Regions from separate parts of the Mus musculus genome. Here regions 2, 3, 4 and 5 are each linked to region 1. A link is a contact called in public HiChIP or PLAC-seq data. All regions are on one chromosome and are shown on one strand. Each heading gives the region's core, a stretch centred on a gene start, on an enhancer-like site or on the middle of the called end of the contact. The rest is flanking DNA. Distances are from core to core; before and after follow the strand shown.

What was found. HiChIP or PLAC-seq counts read pairs in DNA pulled down with a chosen protein or histone mark.
Region 2: a FOXA1 HiChIP or PLAC-seq map of pancreatic cancer cells shows a contact between it and region 1. The contact joins two enhancer-like sites. A contact is called at or near these places in 1 of 115 datasets of contacts at active chromatin or transcription factors (pancreatic cancer cells) and 1 of 9 other capture datasets (embryonic stem cells).
Region 3: a contact with region 1 is called in an HNF4G HiChIP or PLAC-seq map of pancreatic cancer cells. The contact joins two enhancer-like sites. A contact is called at or near these places in 2 of 115 datasets of contacts at active chromatin or transcription factors (double positive thymocytes and pancreatic cancer cells) and 1 of 9 other capture datasets (embryonic stem cells).
Region 4: a FOXA1 HiChIP or PLAC-seq map of pancreatic cancer cells shows a contact between it and region 1. The contact joins two enhancer-like sites. A contact is called at or near these places in 1 of 484 Hi-C or Micro-C datasets (embryonic stem cells), 1 of 115 datasets of contacts at active chromatin or transcription factors (pancreatic cancer cells) and 1 of 9 other capture datasets (embryonic stem cells).
Region 5: a contact with region 1 is called in a FOXA1 HiChIP or PLAC-seq map of pancreatic cancer cells. The contact joins two enhancer-like sites. A contact is called at or near these places in 2 of 115 datasets of contacts at active chromatin or transcription factors (pancreatic cancer cells and vascular smooth muscle cells) and 1 of 9 other capture datasets (embryonic stem cells).

The regions. Positions count from the first base shown.
Region 1 is chr8:106,377,205-106,379,904 of GRCm38.p6, forward strand. No RefSeq gene overlaps it. Among named protein-coding and RNA genes, the nearest start is that of Gm39238, 20 kb to the left of the region's middle. Within about 2 kb of position 1,422, at least 62 of the 459 cell types and tissues checked have an H3K27ac peak or open chromatin away from gene starts, as enhancers often do. A contact at or near this core is called in pancreatic cancer cells, where this site is marked.
Region 2 is chr8:106,818,519-106,821,218 of GRCm38.p6, forward strand. It overlaps Tango6 (transport and golgi organization 6), which reads left to right. Exons shown (of 18, transcript NM_173037.1): 17 at 1-51. Among named protein-coding and RNA genes, the nearest start is that of Gm34197, 27 kb to the right of the region's middle. Within about 2 kb of position 1,338, at least 59 of the 459 cell types and tissues checked have an H3K27ac peak or open chromatin away from gene starts, as enhancers often do. A contact at or near this core is called in pancreatic cancer cells, where this site is marked.
Region 3 is chr8:106,717,137-106,719,836 of GRCm38.p6, forward strand. It overlaps Tango6 (transport and golgi organization 6), which reads left to right. Exons shown (of 18, transcript NM_173037.1): 9 at 834-1,010. Among named protein-coding and RNA genes, the nearest start is that of Tango6, 35 kb to the left of the region's middle. Within about 2 kb of position 1,270, at least 113 of the 459 cell types and tissues checked have an H3K27ac peak or open chromatin away from gene starts, as enhancers often do. A contact at or near this core is called in pancreatic cancer cells, where this site is marked.
Region 4 is chr8:106,835,398-106,838,097 of GRCm38.p6, forward strand. All of the region lies in intron 17 of Tango6 (transport and golgi organization 6), which reads left to right. The region is part of intron 1 of Gm34197 (a long non-coding RNA gene); the gene reads right to left. Among named protein-coding and RNA genes, the nearest start is that of Gm34197, 10 kb to the right of the region's middle. Within about 2 kb of position 1,319, at least 22 of the 459 cell types and tissues checked have an H3K27ac peak or open chromatin away from gene starts, as enhancers often do. A contact at or near this core is called in pancreatic cancer cells, where this site is marked.
Region 5 is chr8:106,639,744-106,642,443 of GRCm38.p6, forward strand. All of the region lies in intron 2 of Cdh1 (cadherin 1), which reads left to right. Among named protein-coding and RNA genes, the nearest start is that of Cdh1, 38 kb to the left of the region's middle. Within about 2 kb of position 1,363, at least 52 of the 459 cell types and tissues checked have an H3K27ac peak or open chromatin away from gene starts, as enhancers often do. A contact at or near this core is called in pancreatic cancer cells, where this site is marked.

The DNA of each region.
Region 1 (2,700 bases), core at 172-2,671:
ACTGTAGGGGGACACCCGGCTAGCAGGAAGCCACTGACACACATTCCACAGCTATTAGCCTGAAATGGCTCCCAGCAGCTCAGTCACCTGTAACACAAAAGCACAGAAATCCCCTCCTGCTCCTCCCAATTCCTCAGGGAGTTGATGAAGTCCCAAGGACCATATCCTTGAACTTCTAGGAAAGAGAGAACTCAGTTTCCCTTGGATAGTCCTTCTTCAAGACTGGGACGTAATGGAGGGGAAATTAGAACCTGGGATGGAGAGGTCTTAACACTTGCTGAAAGTTGAGTCTCAGCTGTAATCACCACCAAGCTTTTGGAACAAGGGACTCCTGTGGTGGTGGTTGTTGTTGTTTGGCTGTACACAGTGAGCAGAACACCAGTCCTGCATGTCTTGTCATCTCCACAACCCACAGATGAACCCAGAGGAGTGACACCTGCCACAACCAGAGTTCACCTTCAGAACAGTGTGCAGTGCCAAGGGACAGAGGAGGGAGGGACAGCAGGCAGAGGTGCGGGGATTGCTTGTGGATGAAAAATCCTTGGAGATGCATGGTAAAAGCAGGCAGCCCATTTCCATCTCTGTGCCACCTAGATAGGGAGATCACAAAACAGTATTTCACCCCATTGAGCTGATGCTGGACCCTGATCAAAGGACCTGCCAGCTGTGTTTGTGTCCCTCTTCTCTGGCCTGGGTCATGGATGGTGAAGACTTGGGGCTCAGGTCTTTCGAACCAGGTTGAAATACACTGAAGCCATTCTTCCCGTTTCTCTTGCTCAGATGGCCACTTACCGGCCAGTTGACACTGAGTGTCAGCAGTGAGTAGCTCCCCACCGGAGGTCTAAGTCAGGCCAGTGGGAGAATTTGGTTTGGTTGAGAGGAAAGTATCTCTGGATCAATGGCTTCCTGCCTGGGACTTGTCTATGAATCTTGATGCCTCTGGGTTCTCAGAATCTATGTCCAGAACCAGGAAGGCACTTAGAGCCACCCACTTTACCTGCCATTTGATAGGTGATGAAGCAGAGACCCAGAGAGGGGAGACAGGCCACCAAAGCCCTAGCCAGAAATGGTCAACCTTGTTGGCCTAAGCTCCAGGGGATTCCAGGACATCCACCCTTGACTTTCTGGGATGCACTTCTGGGAGCTTCCTGGGGGTCATTGGCTCAGTCCCTGTTGCTACCTTGGCATGTTCCCTGTCCTGAGATGCCACTAGCACCACCTGACCTTGTTTATGGAGTGTCTCAAAGAGAGACTGCCTGGGTCAGGTCTGCTGGGTGAACGAGGCCTTCCTGTTGGCCAGGCTCTCCCCAGGCTCAGAAAGAGCTGTCAGGCGTCTAAGGCTAGAGTCCAGCTAGACTCTGACTCAGTGCAGAAGATAAGGTTGGTGCAGGGCTGAGCAGTGCCTGGCACAGAGAGCAGGGCTAGGCTTGTAGCTGTCATTCTCAGCCAGGTCATTCCACCGGTCCTTTGATAGTTAAGTCAGAGCTGGGTACTGAGTGGTAGTGCCAGCCTGCAAAACCACAGGAAGAAAGTCTAGCAGGAGGCAATTGAGCTTAGGCCAGATATCCAGGCTGAGCAGCTCTGGACCCAGTGAACAAATCCCTCCTGAGGACCCAGGTGGAGGCAGGGGAGTAGTGCATATCTCTTGCAGCCCTGCCTTGGTGGTGCTGCTGGGAGCGGGGTGGGGGTGGGAAGGGGGGGCGGGAGGGCAGTGTTCCTCTGGAAAGGGAGGAATGCGGAAGGTCCGGGGAGGGGAGGGAGGCTGGGTTCTTAGTATATTAGTATAGCAAACATTCTCCCAGGCCTGATACCTTGACACCCCCTGGAGCGGCAGATGTTGGTGCATGGATCAGGGTAGTATAGTCTTGTTTCTAGGGAAACGGAGGTTCCCCTGGGAGGGGGGGGGGTGGCAATCTCATTGATAAAATAATTTTAAAGTGGGATCACAAGGAAGTTTGGGGACAGTTTTATTTAGATTTTGCAAGAAAAAACAACAGAGCAGGCAAACTGTACATCTTGGCAGCTGCCAGGAATGAACGAGATGGAGAAAAAGTCACTCCGTTTAAGTTGGAACTGAATATAATAGAAATAGCTTATCAAAACAGGAAAACCACTCCCGAGACTGGAAAGGAACTTATGTGCTGAGGAAGGAACCCAAAAAGTCTTTGGCCACTGCAGTGTGTGGTCCTTTATACTCCACATCTCTCCTGTTTATACCTGGAGGACCCTTTTTTCTGAGCATGCTCTGTTCGTTGGAGGAAGCCCAGGTAAAGAAGGGCTTCCAGTCTTCCTCTGCAAACTGGCTTCCTCATCTTAACCTTGACGTCACGTTCTCCATTTCTTACTCCTGTCACTGTCTTGCCCCCAAGACACAAGCTACACCTACACATTTCCTCTGCGCTTCTCTTTGAGTCTGCGCAGCCTGAACCCTGTATATCAGAGAGATGCCCTGGCTGCTAACCAACTGAGCACCAGAAGAAGCAGGTTGCCCTCTCAGCCCTCATGAGGTTCCCAGATTTCTGAGTGGGGCTAATAAACAGTTTAAATAAGAGGACATTGTCCCTCTTAAAGGACCCCAAGTTTGAGTCAAATGAGACTTCATTGTGGTACCAAGCAAGGCTCTGGCCAATGGCAGAAACAAGAAAGTAGGAATGTAATATTTGTACCTTCCCTAGAGGTTTTTAAATAACATTCAACTGG
Region 2 (2,700 bases), core at 88-2,587, 440 kb after region 1:
GTCCACGTAGTTGTGCTGCTGCTTCGGGGACTCAGCCAGAAAGCAACAGAGGTAAGCCCGCCTCCCCTTCCTTCCGTTGTCCTGATATCCAGTCTTCTTGTACAGGTCCAGCTCAACCCTTTTCTTAGATATGAGCTGGTCAACAGAGTTTTCATCATTTGCATCTCCAGCTAGAGTCTCTGCAGTGCATTAGAGTTGCACGGTAACTGACTCAGGAAAACCACACAGGCTTACCGAGGCCCTGAGTCCTGGCACTCTCGCGGGGCAGGTTCCAAGGTGAGCTTGGAGTGCAGTCACCGTGCTCTGCAGTCTGAACTCTGGTGAGTGGTATTTCTGACTCACTCCGTTGTTCATGCTTAGGCACAAGAGGCTTCATGTCAGAGACTGGCTTCCTTGCCAGGCCTGACTTCAGTCCATACTTCCACTGTGGCACTTTTTTCTTCCTTCAGGGGGTTTGATTGGACCTCTCCCTGGTGTATAGCTAATATAGGAAGAAAGTTTATGCATCCGAATGTGTGCCTAGATCAAGTGACCTCAAATTAATTTCTTTCTTGCTTCTAATGGAACCGCCTTCCCAGCTGATTTCAGATAGAGCCTGCATTAATAATTCACTTGCTGGCACACACAGACTCATCTGTGGCCTGCACATCAGTATTTAACCAAACCTCCAGGAAGCCATTGTGAGAGTGATTGTTCTGCCACACAGAACAGCTTTATTCATGCTTATAGTTACCGTGTCAGGTTGCGGAGGCCTGTTTGTACATGTAGGCACTCTCAGTCACCCTCTTCCCACCTCACACAGCCATGCTTCCTCCATCAGTACCTCCTTGCCATTGTTCAGCCCGGCAGCTGAACTTCCAAAGGGCCACTTCCCTGATCGTCACCCTCAGCTGCGCCTCTCTGCCTGCCCGCCTTCTCATGCGCCCTGTCTGTGGTGCGGGTTGGCCTGAATGAGCTCATGTGGCATGAACTTGTTTTAAAAGCCTGACTATCGTGGCCTCAACAAGTAAGGATCTGTTTTTGTCAAGTCTCAGGAACCAAGGATAGCAGGAGAGACAGTTCTAGGCACATTTACACCCTTTGGGGGGGGGGGCAGTTTCCTAGAATCACCACCCCTACCCCACCCCAACTTACTTTTGTTTTATTCATTAGCCAGAATGCTCACCTAACCACTCCCCACTGTAAGGTATCTCCATGTTGCAGTTAGCTGGCACATTTCTGCTTGGAACAGAATCAAAGTTTAGTTAGCAAAAAGGAAGGCAGGAAATGGATATTGGGACTGTGGCTAATAGTGACTCAAAGGACGTGGGGAGAAGGGTCTGGCTGAGTCACCAAGCTTCTCTAGAGGAGCAGTGTGCAGTGATGGAGTTCTCAGGGACGCGTGCACCATGACCTGACAATTCATAGAATTAAATGAATTATAAATTCTCAACAAAACACAGCTCTTATGGAAAACCTGTTGTACACATGAGAATTAAGAAACATCTGTGTTAGGTGGGTGGTGGTGCACGCCTTTAATTGTAGCACCAAGGGGCAGAGGCAGGTGGATCTCTGAGTTCCAGGCTAGCCTGGTCTGCAGAGCAGCCAAGGCCACACAGAGAAACCCTGTCTCAAAACAATACAATGCAATACAATACAAGAGAAAAGAAAAAGAAAGGTTTGCTGTTTTCTGTCTTAGTTAAGATCCACAGGGCTGGGATGTAGCTCAGCGGTCTAGCACCTGCCCAGCACTCAGCACAGGAAAAGCCCTAGACTCAATCACCAACCACTCAAGAAACAACTTAGGCTAGGCTTAGTGTCAGATATTTAAAATCCAGCATTTAGGAAGCAAGGCCGGTGGATCATGAGTTTAAGGATAGCCTGGGCTACAGAGCAAGAGCCTACCTCAAGCACAACACAACTTGTGAAGCTTTTGGCAAATATATCATGGTCCCCGTGTTGTTCTTGTTGCTGTTTTTTTTTTCCTTTTGGGGCCAGGGGTTGATTTACATGTTCTAGTCTGCACTAAACTATGTCCCTACTCAATATCACTATTCATATAAATTGCTAATAACTGGGAAGATGGGGTGAGGGGAATATCGGGACTCTATATTAAAATCTTCTATAAGCCTAAAATTAATTAACAATAAAAGTCGGTTTAAAGGCTGGACACATGGCTCAGTAGTTAAGATCATGCGCTGTTCTTGCATAGGGCCCAAGTTTCATTTCCAGTACCCATATTAGTCAGCACCCTGCTTCCTGTAACTCCAGCTTCAGCCAGTAGGATATATATCTGACCTCAGGCACACACAGATACACATCTACACACAAATAAATAATAAAATATATTTAATATTAAGTTACAGCTTTGTAAGGAGAAATCTAAGCTCAGTGTGTTGGTTTACCCTCGTAATCCCAAAACTTGGAAGCTAGAAGCAGGAGGGACAGGGGTTAAAGTTCATTGTCTGCTACAGAACAGGAGCTCCTGGGCCGCATGCATTCAATGAAGCGGATCTCTGAGACTCTAGCTGTGGAGTGTAGCTTACTTGGAAACCTCATACTTCGTGGTTAAAGGCCCTGATTTTGACCCCTAAGGCCCAAAAAGAAAAAATTCTGTTAGTTCATGAATCCTTAGCAAGTGTGAGTTACAGTATGCACACATGAACACACACAAAGGAGAATGTGTATGTGTGTGTGAGTTAGAGAGAAATGATGGGCTTG
Region 3 (2,700 bases), core at 20-2,519, 340 kb after region 1:
ATAGAAGAAAGGGGCTTCTTAGTCATCTACAATCCCCTTTCTGTGTTACTTTAAAACGGATTCAGTTAGGGGCTGGAGAGATGGCTCCACGGTTTAGGCGCCCTGGCTGCTCTTCCATTCCCAGCACCCACATGGAGGCTAACAACTGTAACGGCAGTCCCAGGACATCTGATACACAAACATAAGTACAGGCAGAGCATTCACACACATAACATTAAATAAATACATTTTTAAAAAGATTGATTTTTGGATTAGCTCTATTTTCAGTCGTTTGTGGCATTTCTTCCACATGGTAGGAGTTTATAGTTCCATCCTTTCCTGGGTCACTATGAAGACACTGTGTAAACTGGAGTCCCTAGAAAGGTCCCTGACAAATTATAAGCTCAATAACTCAGAGCAGTCATTAGTATGGCTGCTAATGGTGAAGAAAGACACTCAGCCCTGTAGTTAAGACTAAATGTCCAGCCTAAAAATAAAAATAAAATCTTTTTAAAAAGTAAAAAAAAAATTAAGTTCTCATAGCACCGTTCCATCCTCATCAAAGACTGACGGGGGAGCATGGGCCTACCCCAGCCCCTTCTAGTGAGTGGGGTGGCTTCTAGAGCCAAGGGTTAAGCTACCCCTGGGTGACCTCCAGGGCACTGTACTCTGAAATTTGTAAGATGCATGCTTCCCTGTCGAGTGTCAGCAGCCAGTGGCCGGGCAGCATTGGGATCAAGTGGAACCTGACGGTCATCGTGTCTTCCCCCCCCCCCCCCCCCCCCCCGCATAGCTTGCTAGCTTCATGGAATAAGATGACAAGCTCATTCATTCATAACTGCTTCATCTACCAGGTCACTTTGCCAAGAGATCTTGTTATGGATTCTGGTGAAGCTGGAAAGGAAGAAGGCAATCGCCAGCCTGAAAGGATTTTCGGGGTTGGACAAAACCGTGCCCACTCTCCACCCTCAGTGTCAGTTTAGAGCCGCTACGCACGGTGGCATCGTGATTACCGCCAAAGAGGCCATTAGGTGAGCTTACCAACCCCCGATTGTCACGCCTGACAGAAGTTTTTATACGACACTGTTCTGTGAGTCAGCCGCTAAGGGGCGCTGATGGAAAGGAAACCAGAAACAGGCAGCCAAGGCGCTTGCTATTTATAATCTTTAAAGAAACCAGAGCCTTAAATGATCCTCTGGGTGTTATTCCAAGATGCCAGCTAATAGTAGGTGTGGTTTGCTGGCGCCTCCCGGCTCTACACCGCAGCAAGCCCAGCTACTGCCCAGTGTTCGCCAGTGACTCAGAGCACAGGGCAGCACATGTTCACCGCAGCTCCCGAGCAGTCAGTCCAGTCTGTCTCTGACTCAAAGAGCAGGATGCATGTGTGCCTTATTACGATTATTACTGTATTTGTCTTGTCTGTGTCTGTGCATTGCTTGCATGCCTGATGGAGCAGAGGGTATCCAGTCCCTGGGAACTGTGTGGATATTGGGAATCAAACCCAGATCCTCCACTCCCACCCCAGCCTTATTCTTAGGGGAAATTGTCTGATTACTGTCATTGGTAATTTTGTAATGAGTTTGTTTCTCATAAGAATGGATTAGAACGTACTAAATAGACTTTAGTGGAGTGGATCATTTATTTCTCCAATGTCTCACAAGTATTTTATTTTATTTTATTCATTTTTTTGTTTTGTTTTGTTTTGTTTTATTTTTGTCCTGCTGAGACTGACCCTAGGGCCGCATGCACACTGGGCATCTGAGCTTTGCCCCTAGCGCCGTGAGCATGTATTTTAGACTGTTTGCGCTTTCTGAGATTTGTGGAGGGTGCTGTTTTCTCAGAACCTAGGCTTCCCTTGGCTGTCCACATGGAGTGTGTCGCTGGTCCAGCTGCTCACTTCCGCCACATCCAAAGAGTTGCTGCTTGTTGAAGTGCTTACATTTAACTTTATAGTCATGATTAATCTAGTGAACATTTAAAACATAAACAAATATGATTGACTTGACGAAAATAGAAAAAAATATGTATTAAAGTAGAATTATCAGAATGAATGGAAGCTTCCTGAGAACTGATGAATTTTAGCAGCTTTATCACTGTGCCCATTGAGTGTAAGAATTTAGAATTATTTGGCATGCTTAATTAGTGCACATGTATATGAAAACCCACAGTTCTCACTGAAATTACTATTTTGCTTCCTGATGAGAATATAGTTAGCAACCAGTGATTAAATGAATCTCCATCCACTGCCAGAAGCAACCACTCCTTAAAATCTGGGGTGTCTGCTCAGGTTAGGGGTATAGTCCTTTTGATATTATACACAAACACATACATACACACACACACACAAAAGTTACATGAACACCTGGGTTTAAATAGGGCCCACAGACACTTAAAGCAGTCAGAGTTCCCAAAAAATTGAAAATTTCATGTGTGTGTGTGTGTGTGTGTGTGTGTGTGTGTGTGTGTGGTGTGTGTGTATGTGTGTGTGTGTGGTGTGTATGTGTGTATGTGTTGTGTATGTATATGTATGTGTATATGTATGTGGTGTGTGTGTGTAATCATTTGTTCCCAAAGCAGCTGATCTGTTTCACCACTTTCCTTTCACCCTGCCATTAGCCCAGCAGAAGTTTCCAGTAAGAAAGTGTTTTAAAGAAAATTTAAGCCAGGCACAGTAGTACACACCTTTAATCCCAACATTTAGGAGGCAGAGGCAGGCAGATC
Region 4 (2,700 bases), core at 69-2,568, 460 kb after region 1:
TCCTGAGTACACTTGTCTTGGGGTGGTGTGAGATGACACCAGTTTGATACTGGGTAGACTGGGCAAGGTGGGACAAACGTAGGAAGTGGGGGTGGGAGGCAGCCCAGGGACTGGCTGCACCTACATCTTCTGTGAGTGTTCTGGTGCCGATTTCCCCAATTGTGCATAAGGACAAAAGTGATGACTCTGGCCCTGGTGATTGTCAGTGGGAAATTAACTCACGATGTTGGTTGCTTCCAAACACGAGTGAATTAGACTTCCCAGTAGTGCCAGTTGATAAGGAGGTATATGATGTTACAGGTTAAGCTCTACAGAATGAAAATGAATGTGAAAAAATTTTATGAAGTTAATCATCTGTTATAGGCTCAAGACAACCCAGTAAACTCTGGTATGCATCATTCACAAAAGGTAGCCTAATAGAAATTAAGGTTCATTTTCAACAAAAATTAAGACAAGAATGAGAAATGAGGAGGCTAGCCAGGCTGTGGCACTCAGGATACAGTCAGGTGGATCTCGGTGAGTTTAGAGGCCATCCTGGTCTACAGAGGGAGTTCCATAAAAACTGAGGCTACACAGAGAAACCCTATATGGAAAGAGAGAAAAAGAGAGAAGGGGCTGATGAGGGGCTGGAGACGGCACAGTGGTTAAGAACACTGTCTGCTCTTACAGAGGATCTAGGTTCAGTTCCCAGCACCCACATGGAGGCTCACAGCTGTCTGTTACTCCAGGCCTATGAGATCCAACCTCTCCTGACCTCTAAGGTCATACATACATACATAATGGCATACACACATAGCACAGTACGTTTACTCAGTGCATTTATTGGTGAGATAGTCATACACATACTACAAATAAAATCTTTTTTGGGGGGGGGGGGAGGGGAGGATTTGGTTTTTCGAGACAGGGTTTCTCTGTGTAGCCTTGACTGTCCTGGAACTCACTTTGTAGACCAGGCTGGCCTCGAACTTAGAAATCCGCCTGCCTCTGCCTCCCAAGTGCTGGGATTAAAGGCATGTGCCACCACCACCCAGCTGAAATAAAATCTTTAAGTAAGTAACAGTTTTTAAAGAGCAGGAGTTGAAGGTCATCTCCAGCTACTTAGTTTGAGGGCTGGGGAGATAGGTGGCTCAGTGGACAAAACATTTGCTGCAAGACTGACAGCCTGCATTTGATCCACCAGACCAATGTCTGAAGGAGAGGACCAGGTCCTTGTTGGTCGTTGTTCTCTGACCTCACCACAGGCACTGTGGTCTGAGTCTCCTCCACACAAAGTAAATAAACGCTGTAAGTCCTCTTGTCGCTCACTGTTCATTGCCCTGTGGTTTGTGTGCTCAGGCAGTGGTTCCTGGGGAAGCCCACACCCTCCAAGCGTCTGCACTGAACATTGCTAACACTCACTAATGACTAATTATACCTCAAAACTCTTTAGGTCCTAAATCCTCATAGCAACTCTGTGACAAGTAGGCTCCCAACCTATCCACAGATGGGACGCTGGGGCACAGCACGCTTATGTCTCCATGTTCAGGTCACGAAGCCAGCAGAGGTAGAAGTAAGGGGCCAGCTCTGCTCTTCCTGAAGGGTTTACCTGACCAAGCCTGAGGCTGTACTGGAGAAACATGTGAACTGTTAGAGATGTGTTCAGACACAGATGGCTTCCCAGGACCCCTTTGCTTCACCACTGGGCTTTCTTCTGGTCTCCAGTTCTCCTGAGTTAGCGGGTATTGTGTCACTGGAATGAGGAAACGGAAGCCTGCCACCTTGTTGAGGCAGGTTTTTCTTTTTGTCTCAACTGAGCTTCACACTGTAGGCTAGCTGGTGGGGTGGGGAGTTCTGGGGAAGGCTCTCCCTGTGCTGAGAATGTAATGCGTGCTCCCAAGTCCAGCTTTTATGTAGGTTCTAGGGGACCCAACTCAGGTTGTAGAGACGGCATAGCCATCTCACTTGCCTGGGAGACACAGTACAAATGTACATGTAAGAGCTATTCTCTGTTCTGGGAAAACTTCTTTGTTCATAATTAAGAAAATTCCAAGAAATATAGTCCAAGTCTCTTTGCCTTGTCATTGGCACTTAGCTGCATCTTGGGCAGCCTCTTAACACATTGACATTGAAGTAATGGTAGATCCCTACTAAGGCTCCTGTCAGCTTTTTTAGGTCTTTTATTGTTTTGTTTTTCAGCTATCCTGTGCTGCCTCATCCTTATTTGTATTAGATTACTGATTCTGGGGGGCTGGGAGGTTGCTTGGGGGGTGAGTGCTTGCTCCAAGATCATGGGCATCTGAATTCACACCCCCAGCACCCACAGAAGAGCCAGTGGCAGAGACAAGCAGGTCACAAGAGCAGCCAGGTTTGCAGAAATGAGTGGTCAGTGGGAGACCCTGCCTCAACAAACTGTATGCTAGAGGAAGGTCTCCAAAAGTGACCTCTGACTTTCTCTCTCTCTCTCTCTCTCTCTCTCTCTCTCTCTCTCTCTCTCTCTCTCTCTCTCTCTCTCTCTCACACACACACACACACACACACACACACACACACACGTTGAGTTTCTTGTTGATACATCATTGTTAAGTCGTCAGAATCACCTACAAAGTATAAGAAGTGTTAAAATTTTTAAAGTCATAAGTCCCAAACTTTAAGAATCTGATTCTTAGGAATCTGGCAAGTTCCAGACATTTTAAAAGTTTTTCATCCAGGCAGTGGTGGCGC
Region 5 (2,700 bases), core at 113-2,612, 260 kb after region 1:
GTATATGAACAGAATTTGCAACCATCCCCCATCAACTTGGGAGCGTTTTCATGGGTACTAGAGAGATGGCTCAACAGGTAAGAGCGTTTGCTGTTCTCACAGAGGAACCGGGTTCTGTTCCCAGCGCCCACATGGTGGTTCACCACCATCTATAACCCCAGTTCTAAGGGATCTGATGATGCCTTTCTGTGACCTCTGTGGCATTAAGCATCCATGTGGTGTACAGACAGACAGACATGGAGCTAAAACACTCACACATTGAGGAAAATGAAAAAAATATAACATATATTTAGTTATTAAAAAGGAATGTGCCCCTTGCCACCCGCCATCTCCCAAGTCCTATCTGTAGATCTTTTTGATCTGGGACGTTCGAGTGTGACAAAGGAATGGCACGGGGTCTGTGTGGTCTTTTGTGTCATTCAGCATCTGCTATCTCCACTCTGGCATGTTAGCTAACGCTGCAGTTTCACCTTGTAACACTCCCTCCCACGCACATACAGAAGGCATTGCTGTTGATATTCAAAACTAAGCCAAATCCCAGTCGGAGTGCAAAATAGACGTCCTGACGGAGTGCCGTCACTTTAGAACCCAGCCATCAGGGTTAGTAAGTGGAAGGACTATGTTCTCACTTTCCATTCCCGGACAAGGGAGTGAAGGAAATTCCCCAAACCCAGCAGGTCAGGCTGGAGAAAGACTGTGTGGGAGTCGTCTATATTCAACCAGTGTTTGAGCCCTACTCTTGCCATTTATGCTGTGTGACCTTGGAAGAGGCATTTAACATCTCTGAGCCTTTGCTGAGTCATGTTTCCCTCTTTATGCCTGATGCAATGACTTACTTACTTACTTTATTTATTTATTTATTTATTTATTTATTTATTGGTGATTCTTTGCTCACATTGGATTCTATAGGAGCTTGGAGAAAATTTAAGATCTGCCAATTCCTGGGCTCTTCCATCTCTGGATATCTGTATTGAGTTAGTTGGAGTTAGGACCCAGGACTGGGTAGTTTTCAAAGCACACCAGGACAGTATGTGCACTGTACACCAGATCCGAGAGGGTGATTATAGGCATTTTGGTCAACATGCTTTAGTCCCCGAGTGGGACTGGAGGCCTGAGAGCTCATAAGGCTACATTAAGGACTAGAGAGGGCTAGGAGGGCCTGGCTCAGCGGCACTCAGGCCTGCCTGCCTGCCTTTTGTCGGGGGGTGGCAGGGGTTGAGGGTGGGGGACTCAGCTGTATGGAATTTAGAACAGGATTCTCTCTGGGCTTGGGAAAATCCACAGAAGGGAAAAGTAGAGAAGCAGCCTCCTTCCTAATCAATAAGCAAACAAGTCGTGGAGTCGCCCAAACAGCCACAGGAATGCTCCGTGGGCTGTAGCCAGTGGCAGTGCCAGAGAGCACCCCTGTATTTAGGCAGTAGGGTGCGGTGGTATTGTCTGCTTGCAGCTAAAAGCCAGGACACCACAGCCCTGACTTGGCATGAAAGCCAAAGGTTTTTTTTTTTTTTCTTTCTTTCTTTTTTTTTAAACCTGTATGTGTCTCCCTTTGTCTGCTGGTGTCAGCTGGGCCAGAAGAGAGGATATCAGATCCCCTGAAACTAGAATTACAGGCAGATGTGAGGTACCTGGGGAGGGTGCTGGGATTTGAACCACATCTTCAGAAGAGAAGTTAAGTGCTCTTAAAAACTGAGCCAGCTCTTCAGGCCCATTTCTGGCCCCACCCTATCCCTATTACAGCAGGTAGGGACAAATTCCCCATCTTCTTGCACCGGATTTCAGTTTCTCTTAAAAGAATTGCCTCCTCACCGGACAGTGCCTCCAGGAACATTGAAACCTGGGTTGTGGACACTGGACTGTCTAAGAGGGGCCTGGAGAGGAAAATGACTTCAAGCTGCTGTTTCTTTTCCTTGGTCTTGACATGAAGGACAAGTAGATGGAGGCGATCTTGGCTCTTTAGATGGAGGAGATCTTAGCTCTTCTGAACTGAAGGAACAGGGGCCATTGCTGGTTGCAAGCCTATGTAGACTTCAATACCTACCAGCTACCGTAACTTCAATTCCAGTACTGTGGTCACATCTGCTGTGTTCTCACCTGGCTCTTCTGTGCAGCACCCAGGCTGTGACAGGCACAAGGAGCTTGGGTGGGTCTTCTGCACTACCCTGTGCCTTGTGGCTTGAGCATGTCTCTGGAAGTCCAGCCTTCCCTGCTATCCTTGATTAAATCAGTCCCACCCACCTTGGTCCCTGTTACCTTCTCTGTCTGATATGTGTTTGTTACCCCAGCTGCCTTGGGTCACAACTCTTGGGAGGAAAGAAACCCACATATTTTTTGAGAAAGAATCCTTACATTCTTGAGGGGGTGAGTGGGGGAAGTGCCCCTTGGCAGAGGTGAGCTGTGGTGTAAAAGAGAGGCAAGACTGGGGCCTGAACCCTTGAATGTGTTTAACCACATTCACCAAGCTGCAAGACTATTAACACGTCTCATGTCTGAGGCTGATGGCAGGTTTTACCCTGTTGATTGTAGTTGGCTCACTGGAGTTACCATGGAGCTTGGAACACATGGCGAGGTAGAACCTGGGCAGATAATCACTGCCCCAATGTCTACAGTCAGCATGAATGACCTTACATCTGGGGGTGGGGGGGCAGTCCTGGGTGATGATGGAGTGTCCTTTGTCCTGTTTACTCTCAGAAGTCAGGGTTA